Linked DNA regions of Mus musculus: regions 2 and 3 are each linked to region 1. The links are chromatin contacts, called in public HiChIP or PLAC-seq maps. All regions are on one chromosome and are shown on one strand. Each heading gives the region's core, a stretch centred on a gene start, on an enhancer-like site or on the middle of the called end of the contact. The rest is flanking DNA. Distances are from core to core; before and after follow the strand shown. Region 1 overlaps Msrb3 (methionine sulfoxide reductase B3). Region 2 has its middle 23 kb from the start of Gm34952. Region 3 overlaps Hmga2 (high mobility group AT-hook 2).

Evidence for each region. HiChIP or PLAC-seq counts read pairs in DNA pulled down with a chosen protein or histone mark.
Region 2: a contact with region 1 is called in an H3K4me3 HiChIP or PLAC-seq map of embryonic limb bud, with 4 times the contacts expected there. The contact joins two enhancer-like sites. A contact is called at or near these places in 13 of 484 Hi-C or Micro-C datasets (bone marrow-derived macrophages, cortical neurons, embryonic cerebral cortex and 6 more), 14 of 115 datasets of contacts at active chromatin or transcription factors (bone marrow-derived macrophages, craniofacial prominence, embryonic basal ganglia and 7 more) and 1 of 9 other capture datasets (embryonic stem cells).
Region 3: an H3K4me3 HiChIP or PLAC-seq map of embryonic limb bud shows a contact between it and region 1, with 3 times the contacts expected there. The contact joins two enhancer-like sites. A contact is called at or near these places in 1 of 484 Hi-C or Micro-C datasets (embryonic stem cells), 6 of 115 datasets of contacts at active chromatin or transcription factors (craniofacial prominence, embryonic basal ganglia, embryonic limb bud and 2 more) and 1 of 9 other capture datasets (embryonic stem cells).

Annotation. Positions count from the first base shown.
Region 1 is chr10:120,849,252-120,853,576 of GRCm38.p6, reverse strand. Msrb3 (methionine sulfoxide reductase B3) reads left to right here. Exons shown (of 7, transcript NM_177092.4): 3 at 1,485-1,593; 4 at 3,524-3,601. Among named protein-coding and RNA genes, the nearest start is that of Gm15910, 6.2 kb to the left of the region's middle. Within about 2 kb of position 2,791, at least 39 of the 459 cell types and tissues checked have an H3K27ac peak or open chromatin away from gene starts, as enhancers often do. A contact at or near this core is called in cortical neurons, embryonic forebrain and embryonic limb bud, where this site is marked.
Region 2 is chr10:120,548,709-120,553,335 of GRCm38.p6, reverse strand. No RefSeq gene overlaps it. Among named protein-coding and RNA genes, the nearest start is that of Gm34952, 23 kb to the right of the region's middle. RefSeq lists an enhancer at 1-1,378. Within about 2 kb of position 1,300, at least 93 of the 459 cell types and tissues checked have an H3K27ac peak or open chromatin away from gene starts, as enhancers often do. A contact at or near this core is called in cortical neurons, embryonic forebrain and embryonic limb bud, where this site is marked.
Region 3 is chr10:120,396,625-120,401,501 of GRCm38.p6, reverse strand. All of the region lies in intron 3 of Hmga2 (high mobility group AT-hook 2), which reads left to right. Among named protein-coding and RNA genes, the nearest start is that of 9230105E05Rik, 9.5 kb to the right of the region's middle. Within about 2 kb of position 1,456, at least 42 of the 459 cell types and tissues checked have an H3K27ac peak or open chromatin away from gene starts, as enhancers often do. A contact at or near this core is called in embryonic limb bud, where this site is marked.

The sequences.
Region 1 (4,325 bases), core at 1,542-4,041:
GGTGTTAACTGCGGTTCAGCTAGGTGGGAGGCCCTCAGGGCTATTGCTGAAGTGCCTATGTCCCTGGGTCTCTTTCTAGACCAACGAAGGATGGGGAGGTTGGTAGAAGTTAGTGTGACTCCTGCCGGCCTGGCCATAGTAATCTTCTGTTGGCTCTACTCTGCTCTTTTCCTGGCTCCCTGCTTTCTGGTAGAGAAGCAGCTTTCTGTCTAGGTGGCCCTAGTTCCAGAAGCTGATAGCCCCTTCTTCAGTCCCACAATCGGGATAGCTGGCTAGTTAATTCTTGCCAAGTTTAACTTCAGTAATCTCATAGTCTGTGTTAGGTGCCTTAAAAGTAAACAGTGGGAAGGGTTTCCATCGGCAAGTCAGGAGACGTTGGATTTTATGTTCAGGATACCAAGGCTGACTTCAAGACACTGTTAGGGGACCTCTGTGCTGAGGACTGTCTGCAGGCAGCTTTCCTACCATGACGGATGGCCAGGGAAAGGCCCGTAATTGCACTGAGCAGTGGCTCTCCTGTCTCCTGTTCTTCTCAGCTGCTTGCTCAGGTAAAGTAACTACGCACATAAACAAGTGTTGTCTGAATATCTCGCTGCACTCTGTGCCTATTGAAATAGAACTACCTTCACTGTCAGTAACATTCGAATCATTTCATCACTCAGATCAGGGAAATCCTCCCTGCTGAACTCTCCCAGCCAGGACCGCACAAGCCCTGAAGTAAAATCACGCTCAGCTTCCATGTGGCTGTGTCTTTTTCTTCCTGCCTTTCTCTGTCTCTCTGTCTCTCTCTGTCTCTGTCTTTTTCTTAATCTGGAATTCTTGAATCTCTCTTTGTATAAGTAAATACCTTCTCCTGAAGTCTCCTGGCAGTTCCTTGCTGGTAAGACACAGGCTTTAGAAAAAACATGCATTTCTAAAGACCACACAGAACCTACTTAAATGTCTGTCAGACTCATAGAAAACAGCAGTTCCTACTGTAGAAAAAAAGACATGTTTAGGTTCCTCAGAAAAATAAATTGGATGGTAGGTGGTCATCTTGGTTGACAGTTGCATGGTGACAGCCTCAAGCTAGTCTACCAAGTTGCAAAATTATTCAGTGGATCTTTGTATGTCCACTATCACTTCATACCTGCAAATACATGCATGCTACTGAATCCACCGTTTTAAAAGGGGTTTCAAGGTATCAGGTGGCATAAAGGATGTGCTACAATCTTGTAAACAAATTCCCAGTGAGTTTCTAATATCACCTGCTACAAGCCTTGGCTGTGACACGTTGTTGCTGCGCCAGGGGAATCATGGGGCTTTTTAAAGTGCATTCTGTTGGAGCTTGGAGACCGGCTGCAGCTCAGGTAAGGTTTTGTGGTCCGCTAGGGATTCTCTGGTCATTGACAAGTGACTGTAGAGGCTGTGCTGTGGCGGCCAGCCAAAGCAAGTATTTAGGATTCAGGCTAAATGGCTCTTTCTCCCATATCCTCTCTTTCCAGGGTCATGTAGGGATAAAAAGAACTGTAAGGTGGTCTTTTCCCAGCAGGAACTGAGGAAGCGGCTGACACCCCTACAGTACCATGTCACTCAGGAGAAAGGAACTGAAAGGTAATGTGTGCTGTAATAAAAGCAAGCAAGCAAGCAGGCAGGCAGGCAGGCAGGCAGGCAAGCTGGCAGGCAGGCAGGCAGGCAAGCTGGCAGGCAGGCAGGCAGGCAAGCAGGCGGGCAAGCAGGCAAGCAGGCAAGCAGGCAGGTGGGCAAGCAGGCAAGCAGGCGGGCAAGCAGGCAAGCAGGCAGGCAGGCAGGTGGGCAGGCGGGCAAGCAGGCAAACAGGCAGGCAGGCAGGGAGGCAAGCAGGCAGGCAGGCAAGCAAGTAGGTGGGCAAGCGGGCAAGCAGGCAAGCAGGTGGGCAGGCAGGGAGGCAAGCAAGCAGGCAAGCACCACTTTCTCCCACTCCTTGGAGTCTTCTTCCCTGTTGATTATTTTAAAGAAACTATGCATGCTGGGTAAGGCCTGCAAATGACTGTCTTTGAAAAGGCTGGAGATGGCACTGTTTGAGTTAAAGCTGAGTTTCTTTTCTGCTTCTCTCCACTCAGCGAACTATATCTATATAAAGCCACGGGACTTTTGCTAAGGGCCTGTTTTTAGTTTACAGTGAAATGTGTGGAAGCAATAGCGATTTGGGTGCCCCCCCCCCTTTTTTTTTTTGGACGACATCACAGCAAGGAAAACTGTGAGGGATGTGGCGCTATGCCAGGAGGCTGGCATTTTGAAGGTGGCATTGTAAAGCATAGACGTTTTGGCTGCAAAAAGAAGGTAGCATAATTTAGTTCCTTTCCACCCCACTCGGATTTCTTTTTGAAGCACATGTGGAGAAAGTATTTATTGGCTCATTTGTGGTTGGAATGTCAAAAATTTTCAATAACTGCCCTTGCATGGCTTTGGTCCTTGGAAGTTCGCCCTACATCCTGGGGGGGGGGGGCAGTCGTTCACTTCCAAGACTGTTTTTTAGTGAATAAAATAAAATCTCTCTCAGCTGATTCCAGCGAAAAAGTAACTTGCCAAGGCCTAATGATTTTGTTGTCTAATTCATACCACGGGGCTCGGCACGAGGCTGTAAATGGTCCCCCTGATGCAGGTTTATTCGTGATGTGACTTTGTGTTTCCATTCAAGATCTGAAAGAGCTTCCTTCCCACACAGGGATCCTTGTTAATGGACAGCACGCTCTCCCTGTCACAGCCCCCACTGTTCACTGAGTTTACTGAACAATGAAGCTCTCTCACAAGGTGTGCCTTCCTTGTACCAGCGGCGGCGGCAGGGCTGGATCACAGGGTCCAGGACTTCTGCCCGCCAATGTTGTGTGCATGCCCTAGCAAAATGATTTAATGCACACAAACAACCAGAGATTAGGTCATTCTTTAAAAAAAAAAAAATTCTGTTTATAAAAAAAATTGGACCTCGTAAAGAGGGACGAAACGATAATAAAACCAAGCTGCAGAGCACACGGCCTTTTTGTTGGGCGACACAGCTGATCTGCATTAACCGAGTGACCTCCGCGCCTGTAAGATCGCTAACTTAGAAAAACAGTTCCTTAAAGCTGCAATATTCCTTTTCAAACCAAAAAATAAGACTCCTTCCACTCGAAGACTTGGGACCTGCTACATTTTCTGGTCCCCCTCTTGTATGGTGTGGGGCCGCGGAAATCTTAGGTAACAGTGTTCTTCATGTGACTCAAACAGTGGGCTTTTTTTTTTTTTTTAATTTGAAAAATATTCTAAGTATTACTTACTAGATGGCTTGATATTTTGACTTAACCTGTACTAGTTTGGAGTAGTTATATGCACATTTTATTATATATATGTATATATTCGAAGTATATTACTATTGTTCAAGCTTCCATATGTCTGGTCTGTTCTCATTTTAGGGCCCCAGACCCTTGAAAGTTTTACCAGAGAAATGTATTTAAACCAGTGTGTTCTATAAGAAGTAACACTAGCTCTGTTAACAGTTTTTGACGCTCTGTTTATCGTTTATCAGTGCCTTTGAAGGAGAGTACACACATCACAAAGATCCTGGAATATATAAATGTGTTGTCTGTGGAACTCCGTTGTTCAAGTAAGTGTCCTGAAAGCCGGTGGGCGTGGCCGGGTCACGTGACCACATGCTCCGGGCTGCTCAGTTACCTGCCCATCTTTCCTTTGCTGAATTTGATTCTATCCTTTCATATATTTGTCCACTTTCTGAAACCGACAATGATGACAGACTTTCTTGGCTAATTTCTAGCGTGACAGACTGGCTAACTTTGTACTGTTTAGACATTTAAAACACCCAGCACTAACTTTGGTGTCCACTTCAGTAACCATTGTCCTTAGCAGAGGTACAAAGAAAATCTTGGTGACAGAGAGCGTATGTATTTACTGATTTGTCTAATGCCCCGACGTCCACGCATAGGTCATTTTGCAAGTCACTCACGCACATCCCTCAGATTAAAATGCATCCAGCGAGAAGCCTCTTTATACTTCTACAATGAAGCGCTATACCCCAAATAAACATGAGACAGCAATATCTTCTACCTGAGGTTAACATTATTATTTTGACATTGGCCTAAAATCCTCTTTTTGAAAAATCCTAAACGTTCACAATAATGCTGATACCACATAGACTTTTTGACCAAGACAGATAATTCTTGGTCTGGATAGGATAATCTTATCAAGCAAGGACAGTTTTTAACCAAAAACATTTTATCTGGGTGCTGGGTGCGTAAAATCTCAGGCTCCCTGTATGTCCTACAGAATTGCTGCCCTGGTGGAAATGAAAGCAGAAACCTTACTTAGGGGTG
Region 2 (4,627 bases), core at 51-2,550, 300 kb after region 1:
CAGGCCGGGCGCCCCTCAGTCTGAGGGGGGCGGAGTCTGGAGGGGGTGGAGTCTATCGGCAACTGGGCCACTGCTCCCACCCTTCTAGGGGACCCTTGTTTGGCGGTTTCTTTTTCCTCTTTGGGAAAAAGTTACCAACTTCATTGGCGTCGCTGCTCTGCAACTAGTCCCTCCAACCCCGCTCCCGGAGGCTGAGCTCAGATGCTCCGCAGACGCCGCCCAGCGGTCCAGGCCAGGGGCCCCGTGCCTCTGTCGGGGTCGCCTTTTCTCTGCTTGCACCCACGGCTACACCGATCTGCACAGCAGCATGGAGCCCGCACGCTGCCGGGTCCCCTCTCCTGACGTACACCTACCCCACCCCCTAACCAGTAGGACACTCTCCATCCTACTCCGGGTCCTCTTACGTACACCACCTTCACTCTCACCGAGGCTACCTAGAGTCACAGCCTCCTCCCTCCCGGTGGTGGCCGCCTTCTGTGCGTTCCCTAGGGTTCGTCATGCGCTAAATCTCCTGGCTCACATTTAGGGATCATATCCCCGCGCGCGCATTTTCCGAGATCACCCACGTGCTCTCATTCTCATTCTGCCCCAGCAACGGCCCGCATTGCGCGGTGGCCCCTCGAGCCGCGGATCGTGGGAACCAGGCTGGGCCCCTTCGTCCCTGTCCCTCCTAGGTCATCCATCTCCCACCCAGTCTGCTGCCGAGACTTCAAAGGCGCCCCTGCCGGCGCGGGCCCCCTGACCCCGTGCGCAGAGCAGACGGCTGGGGCGCTCGGCGCGGAGGGAGGCCAGTTGGCTCATCCAGACACGCTCGGTCCTGCAAGTGGCTGCGTGGGTACCGAAACGGCCTTGGGTCTAGCCGTACAATAGCCTCTGACAAGGCCGTACCACGCTCGGGCCACCTAGGGTTGTCCCCCACCCCCATTCCCAACCCTCCGCCAGCAAGGTCCTTGATTCGTTTCTTCCGGAAGGAAATCTGGATCAGGACTGACTCCTTTCCAAGCAGAATAAGAAAAATCGTTCCCAGCGCTTGCTCCCCCTCCTAAAAATAAAATAAAATCAAATCAAAATAAAAATAAATAAGAGTCTCCCCTGACACTTAAGCAGCACTTCCTTCTTTCTTCCCTCCGTCCCATTCGGACACCCCTAATTGACAGACTCTAATCCCCGGATCGGAACTACTTCTGCCGGGAAGATTTGGCCGGCTTTTCCTTTTCTCTCAGCATTCCTGAAAAGCCAATTCGTTCTGAGCTGCGTTGATGGAGGGCAGGGGGGAGGAGGGTTACTTCCAACTTCTGGCACCACCTGGGTGGTCGCCATAACCCAGCGGTTCCCTGTCAGCTGTGTATTCTCCTCCACTCTATAAAGGCGGCTTTGCGGGAATCGTTAAGGCTCTTCGCCATCGATCTGCGGGGTACATGTATTGATTTATACTTATAATCAACTACAGTGTGAGATTTCGGGGAGGGTGATGGTGTGTTCCCGGTGCATAACTAACTGTGGCTGTGTGTTTGGAGATGTTGAGTTCAAGCGAAACAGCTTTTTGCATGAGGCTCTCTAAACATTCTTTTTCACACACTTAAAAATATTAAGGCTGTGCTCCACAGTTCAGCATTTTGATTGGCTGTGGTTTTCTGTAGGTAAAACACTCCAAGAAAAGATGGGGGAGGGGGGGTTACGGGGAGGGGGCGTGTCTCAGCATAACTTCGAGTCCTTTAAAAGGAATAGGTTAAACTTAGTCGGCAGCACTAAGATACATATTATACATACAAGGGAGAACACAGAAGCCCTGAGACTGCCACTAAACAACTCAGGCTCACAGCTTTCTCCACCCTAACAATGTTTCCTCACTCTGAGGAATCATTGGTGATCTTCTGGTATGAAAGTCTGAGCTGTGAGCAAGAGAGCAAACTGGACAGGAATTGCTCAAAGGTGGAAGACATCAACTGCTCTGCCTTACACAGGATTTGTCGTCCAGTGGTGCCTGGGCCTTACGGTACCAATGTGGATGGGGGTACGCAGACCCTACCTGGAGGTAATTAGGTCTTTGGGACACCAGTCTCAAAACCTGCTAGGTTAAGGTGGTTCTTGTGGAACCCTGGTTAGTTCTGACGAGATGAGTTGTGGTCCTGATCTTGTCTAGCTTCCTATGTCATCATATAACTGCTCCCTCTCCCACGTGCGTTTCCTTTCAGCCGTCCATGAGGTGACGAGCTTAAGGCTCCTCAGAGCCCAAACCAAAGAAGTTGCCTGATCTTGGGATTTCAGTTTTCATAACTTTTAGTCAAATAACCCTTATTTCTCTATAAAATACCCAGCCTGGGGTATTTTGTTGTGTTGTTGTTGTTGCAGCAAAAGAGAAAAGACTAACTTAGGATCATCCCAGCTGGACATGGTGCTATGTGCCTTTCATCCCAGCCACTAGGAGCCAGAGTCAGGCAGATCATGAGTTTAAGGCTAGTTTGGGTTACATATTGAGTTCCAGAACAAAACTAGAGAGACCCTGTCTAAAACAAACAAACAAACAAACAAACAAACAAACAAACAAACAGAAAACCCAAAACAAAACAAAAAAACAAACAAAAAACCAAAATAAAACAGCAAAATAAGTTATTAGAATTATATCTCATTTAAAGTATGAACAGAAGTTATAAGTTTACATTTTTAGGAAAATTTAATTTTTAGCAGCAACACAGAACAGTGAAGAGCAGTTCATGACAGTATTCCTGAACAAAAAAGACCCCTGTAAGAGGTTGATAGTCAAGACCATTTATTTCATCTAGCAATGGATTTCTACGTATCTCTTCTGAGGCAATATTGGTCTTTATTTTGTCTCTGAGTAAGTACACAAGTCTCCAAGCGATGAGTTAGTACTCATATCCCATTCACTAATAGATAAATAACGCTGTAATAACAGCTCTTATAAGGTGGGCTCCTGACTTTCGTATGAAATTGTGCCCCTTGTTTTTGTTCCCAGAAGTAGAATTTGCTGAGGTGGATGGTCATGTGTCTTCTTCATCTTTTGCCCTTCTCTCCATATGCTCCTTGGGTGCACTAAGAAGACGGTCGCCTCCGCTCAGTTTGGGGTGTGAAATACGCAGTTTTAATTTAGTATTTTGTAACCACAAGTTCCAATCTTTGAAAGCACCATGGTTCAGTAGAATGTCCCAATGGGGGTAAACCTGTGTGCCCTTTCATGGTTTTCTGTTCATTTTGGACTATTTTCTAAATTGCCACCTAATTTCCTGCAAAGGAAATCTCTCCCTATGTCAAACCAACACTTTTCAAGTAGGACAGATTTGTAAAGTTCAGACTACCTCTGGTTTATAGTCTATACCAAACTCTAAGGCTTGGTCACGAAGGATTCCTGCCTGCTATATAGCATCAGCCCCCTGTCTCCTGCCTCCAGCCCCCACCCCCTCCCCACTACTCTATGCTGAAAGCCTTCAACCATGTCATGTATATTAAAGATCAGGAGCACTGGGCCTTTTCAGCTTGATGTTGCCCTGTCTTCCCATCCCTCCTCACCCTATTTCTTTACTTTTGTGTCATCCCCATTGAGCCTCCTGCTGACAAAACACTGTTTCCTTATTCATTTTGTATTGAGTTTCCACCCTAGAGCTAGCCCAACAGCTGTGTCTGCAACTTACTGGCTTTGCGACTTACTAACTGTCCGATTCAGTTATTTAACTTCAGGAGGTTTTCCATGTCTTTATTTGTAGGTGGGTAATAGAATTATGGGGAAATATGGAGACTTAGATACAAAAACACATAGAAAGCTCTTAGAATCAAGTGTGGGGTCGAGCAAAACTTACAGTATTGTATCATGTTACTATTAAAATCAGTTGGTGGCCTGTGAGGTAGTTCAGTGGGTGAAGAAGCTGGCCACCAAGCTTGATGACCTGAGTCCCACCCCAGGATGTACATGGTGGAAAGAAAGGACCAAGCTCTGGAATCTGTCCTCTAACATCCCCACAAAGGCTGTGAGTGGTACGCCTAGCCTAATGTCCACCATGAGTAAATATAATAAGTATTTAATTTAAAAAGTAAGACTGTCAATAAGGTTTTTGGGTTTGTTTTGTTTTGGTTTGGTTTGTTGTTTTTTTTTTTTTTTTTTTTTTTTTTTTTTTTTTTTTCCGAGACAGGGTTTCTCTGTATAGCCCTGGCTGTCCTGGAACTCACTCTGTAGACCAGGCTGGCCTCAAACTCAGAAATCTGCCTGTCTCTGCCTCCCAAGTGCTGGAATTAAAGGCGTGCTCCACCACCACCCGGCAATAACTGTTTTTGGTTTGTTACTGAAATATGGTTTTTGCAGGAGCAGAAGTGGCTGTTTCAAACATGACCTAAAATGCTTTCAAGGCTGCTGTGATAGGAAGGCGATGAGAAATACAACCACAGACTGGGTCTGGTGACGCATGCCTTTAATCCCAGCACTTGGGAGGCAACAGCAGACAGATCTCCATGAGTTCGAGGCCAGCCTGGTCTACAGAGTGAGTTCCAGGATAGCCAGGGCTACACAGAGAAACTCTGTCTCAAAACAAAGACAAAAAAAAAAAAAAAAAAAAAAAAAAAAAAAAAAAAAAAAAAAACCCAAAACAGAAAGATGTCAACCACAACGAAGAATGCT
Region 3 (4,877 bases), core at 207-2,706, 450 kb after region 1:
TTCTCCCTTTTAAATGAAGATATAGTGTGAAAATATCTTTGGAGAAGCAGGTTCTATAGGCACAGTTAGTTACTCCAGACTTTCTCTGGGAATGTTCCAGTGTGAGTGTGTGTGTGTGTGTGTGTGTGCACGTGCGCACATGTGTATGTGCATGTATATGTATGTGTGCATGTATATATATATGTGTGCATGTGTATGTGTGCGTGCATGCATGTGTGTGTGTGTGCATGTGTGTACATGTATGAGTCAGGGGTTAGTTCACCTGAGGTATCATTCCCCAAGCGTTGTCCACCTTCTGTTTTGAGACGGTCTCCTAATGAGACCTGGGCTTGCTGATTCGGTTAGAATGGTAACCTGTGAGCCTCTCCTGCCAGGGCTCCTCCTGCCTCTGCTTCGCCGTTGCTAAGATTACCAGCATGCACCTCTATTGTTGCGGATTATTTCCCAGAGAATACTGCTCTGACTTGAGTGTAAGACAATAGAACATCTTTATTAGCCAGCCATCGACTACACTGGGCGCTCGGGATGGCAGTATAGCCCTGAGCCTTCTTAGGGAGTGGTTTTAAGCACGAAAACCGTCTTCTGAGTTGATGGACTTCAGTTAACAAGAGCCGTTAGCCAGGAGAGGAACTACAGAAGCTAAAATGTAAGGTTAGTACAGTTTTGGACTTTCCCAGAACTATTATGGACTCTGATGATTGGGCCTTTGAGTTCTGGCAGGCGGGGCTGTCTACAGCTGATTTTTATAGCCTGAATGGCACTTCCATCCCGGAGTCATACAAAGGTCTCAGTGACTGCTATGAGCTGAGGCTCTGTTACCAGCTTTATGCGGTGCTTGGGGTCCAACTCAGCCCCTCCTGATTGCATGGAAGAACGTTACCAAAGGAGACAGCTCTAGGCTAGATGGACTTACAGCTTCTGTTTCTATTTGTGATCACAATTGCCATTATGGCCGGTCCAGCCTTTCTCCAGTTGCCCCTTTCCCTCATCATCTGTCCTGGTTTGCGATTCCAAGGAAGACTTCCTCTTCTCCCTTTTCTCTTGCCCACTTCTTCATTTAATACTCTCCGTGTAGGGAAACTCCTCTTTTTCTCTCTTCTGGGTCAGCCATCTTGACTTGCACAGGAAGAAAATTCCACAGCGGCGTTCTCTCCTCAGCTACTAACTCCAGCGCAAGGGAGCCTTCTGGAAAGGCAGCTTCTCTTTTTGCTGTGGCGGCTGAAGCCCGTTTCCTATTCTCTTTCTTCAGAGCAGCTTTCAAAACAGCTGGTTACCATCCTTTAGGTTAATCCTTCCTAGACAGTACTTCAAAATCATTATATCATTTTCCAGTCTTTTTTTGTCCAACATGAGTTATAGAACTCCCTTTAGCTTTTTCTCACAAGGCGTAGTATTCAGCCCTTTAATAAGCAGCGTGGTATAATTGAAAGAATATGGGCTTCAGAGTCAGACCTGAGTCTGAATCAGAGTCACATTACTCACTGGCTGCTTGACCCCAGTCAGAGCCCTTAACTTTCCTGAATGGCAGTTTCCTTGTCTGCTAGGTGGGGCTTGATGAGAACTATCTTACAGGGGCCTTGCCAGAAGTTCTGATGCATGTAGCATTCCTGGCTTGCTCTCAATATTGTGATAAATGTTGCTTCCCTTCCTTCCTCCTCCCCTCCTCCTCCTCCTCCCCTCCTCCTCCTCCTCCTCTCCTCCTCGTCCAGGTCAGTTTCCTACATTACAGGCATAGATCGGAATAAAGGGTTGAGACTTTCAAATAATTCTTTTTGCCTATCGCCTCTGAAACACCTCCTTAATTATTTCCCAGGTTTTTTTTTGTTGTTGTTAGTAGATATTTTGATGCTATTTCCATATCTATACACACACACACACACACACACACACACACACACACACACACACACACACATGCTCCTCCTAGAGATCGCCATTCAAGAAGAGCAGTATTCAAGGCAGTCCCTTAACTGGTGTTGACATCTTTAGATCATTCTCTTATCTCATGTTCACCTTGAGGAATTTCCAAAGTTAGTTCTTTATTTATGGTCTTTTTCAACATCAGGGACCCACTGGGTCTCATTTTAGGATAAGTTACTCGCTCTCAGTTGTACAGCCATCTTATGTGGCACTCTTTGGCAAAGCTGACAAAGGTGCCTACAGAGGCAGACATGGAGGTTTGCCTGGGAAGACAGCTTACAACACAGAGGCTGGGCAGGGTTTCAGGTGCTTTTATACCTGTAGTAACCACAGTCTTGGCTCTGGTGTGATTTAATTTCATAAATAAGATGCTCAAAATACATACACACGCTGCTCCTGCCTCTCCAGCGCCCCATGACACCAGCCTTTCCTCCTTTTCCTTCCCCTGTATCTGTTCGCTGCCATGCAACTTATAAATAGTACTTCCTCCTTTACTCAAGGTAGCTCCAATTCTGCCACACCTGGCTGTTTCTTTGTGAGCCTTTTAATTCCCGCTGTGAGCTGCATATTTTGAGGAGTTCCCCTCTCTTTGTGTTTACACTGTGCAACTGGAGATTCCATAAAACAGACTTTACTGAAGTGTGTTAACAGAGTCTTAACGAGTGGTGGATTGGCAAGAGCTTGTGTCAGTGTGGCTTATAGTCCCCCTCTGCCACATGAGTGAGTGAGTGTCTCAGCAGCCTGAGCTGAGGCACTAGGAGGGAGAAGAGCGGCTGGGTAACAGAACACACGGCAGTTTTTATGGGAAGCGAGAGGAGAGTTCTGTGTTTACAAGGACTGGGGGGGGGGGGGGGGGGGCTATCTTCCTGAGCCTGGGACATTCCTCCTCCGATAGAGGAGGCTGAAGACTGAGTCCCATTCTTCAGAGGCTGGTCGAATCAGTTGTGCTGGCTGGTGAATCTCTAAGACTTGGCTGACTGAGGCTTCTTCCCTGCAATGCACGGGCACTCCTAAATTGATCTCCAGAAGTTAGAAGACAGCTTGGAAGCAAAGGAACAAAAAGCCTAGAAAGAGGTGGAAATGAAGAATCGGGAAATGTGAAGATGAGACAAGGAAAACCTCCCTGACATCTTAATGTCTTACAGATGGGTCTTTTGATGGCTAAGCTTGCAGTGCCCTTAAATTTACCTTGTCTGGACTTTTCTTCCTGTATTTTCTCTTGTGCTTGTTGAGGCCAGCGCCTCAACACATTTGCATGAGGGTACCTGGGAACACAATAACCTAAAAACCATTGAGTTAAGTAAGTAGTAAAGGCTAATAAATTGTCATATGATTTCATCGTAAAGCATTCCTTTATGCTTTATAAGTCAGCAGACAAAACGTGATAGGAAGTGTTCCAGGTCTCTCTTTCAATCCAGAGCCCCTAGAAAATGTACTTATTTATGACTTGTCCTTGAGGGTGGCTTTGAGGCTTTGAGACAGTTAATATCTACAATAGTTCTTCGGCTATGGAACTTTTTAAAAATCTGGAAGGGCCAGGTAGGGTGATGCACGCCTTTAATTCCAGCACTCAGGAGGCAGAGACAGGGAGATCTCTGGTAGTTTGAGGCCAACCCGAGACTGCAGAAAGTTCCTGTTTTACCCCTCCCCCGCGCCTCTTCCCCCTACACACACCTGAAAAAAATAATACAGAAAAAGAGCTAGAGAGTCTTCACCGAAGTCTTGCGGAAGGGGTACAGAGGAGAGAATGAAGAGCGGGGGTGGGGGAGCTGCTGAAACTGACCCCAGAACTTGGGCACCAGGGCTCAACCGGCAGGGGGTAACAACTGAGGCAATTCTGGGAGAAGAGATAGTAAAATCTGGTCCTGATGTGTCTGTTGGAGATGGCAGTGAAATATCTCCTCTGCATATTTTGTAGACGTTAAGAAATATGGGCCTGAAGAGCGGATGAAAGGTCAGGGCTGGCGATAGGAGTCTGGGGCTCATCTGTGATGGGTGCTAATTGAATCCATGTGGGTGCACCGAGGGAATATCTGGAGAAGGAGATGAACGAGCAGCCCCTGGATGAGCCTCGGGAGCGCTAACTTAACTGCAGAAAGGAAGCAGAAGTGAGAAGGCCAAGCGCCTTGTCCTGACCACGGAGGACCCGAGAATGTTGTTGCTTACCCATCCTATCGCTGCGGGTCCTTAGAGTACGCCTGATGACCTTCCTATAAAAGCCAAGGGCAAAAACCAAGAGCCTTGGCTTTTTTGTTTGTTTTGTTTTTCAGAGAGGCGGGGTTGGGGGTGGGGGGTGCAGAATCTAAGCGATGGATCTGTCACGTGACCTAGCACAGTGGCGTAGCACTCCGTTTAATGAATGGCTGCGTGAGGTAATTGAGTACCTGCACTAAGCAGGTGACGTGCTACCTATCCGGCTCCTGGTTTTGTTTCATGAAAGAGGAGATAAATAAATACCTGCCTGTAAACATCACCAAGCGATCCAACGTGTTAGGCACAAAGGAGAAATGGAGTTGAGGGAAGAAGGCATGGTAGGGAAAGGAAAGAGCGTCAAGTTTTCCCTGGTCTGTGCGGATCCCGGATCCGCCATCTTAATAGATGGATTGGACCTTTGGTTCGTTTATGTATCTGTTTCTTCTTCCTTCTTCTTTCTCTGATGGGACTTGGAGCTTCTTAGGGGAGACACGAATTACTCCCGAGTGTTTTTGTAGACTCTAATGAGGCTGGCTACCTAAGCACTTATCCATACACTGAATGACAAGCTGACAGCAAGGTATGTTTTCACTAATTACTAAAAGTGAATAATTACCCAGAAAATTAATCAGGGAGAACTCCCTGTTTCGATAAGGGAAATGAAAGCACTCTTTTTTTTTTCTTCCCCCTTCAGAGGCAAAGCTTTTAAATTGGGATTTTTCTAAGTAAATCATTTCCAAAGGAGGCATTAGGTGTGTTGCTTG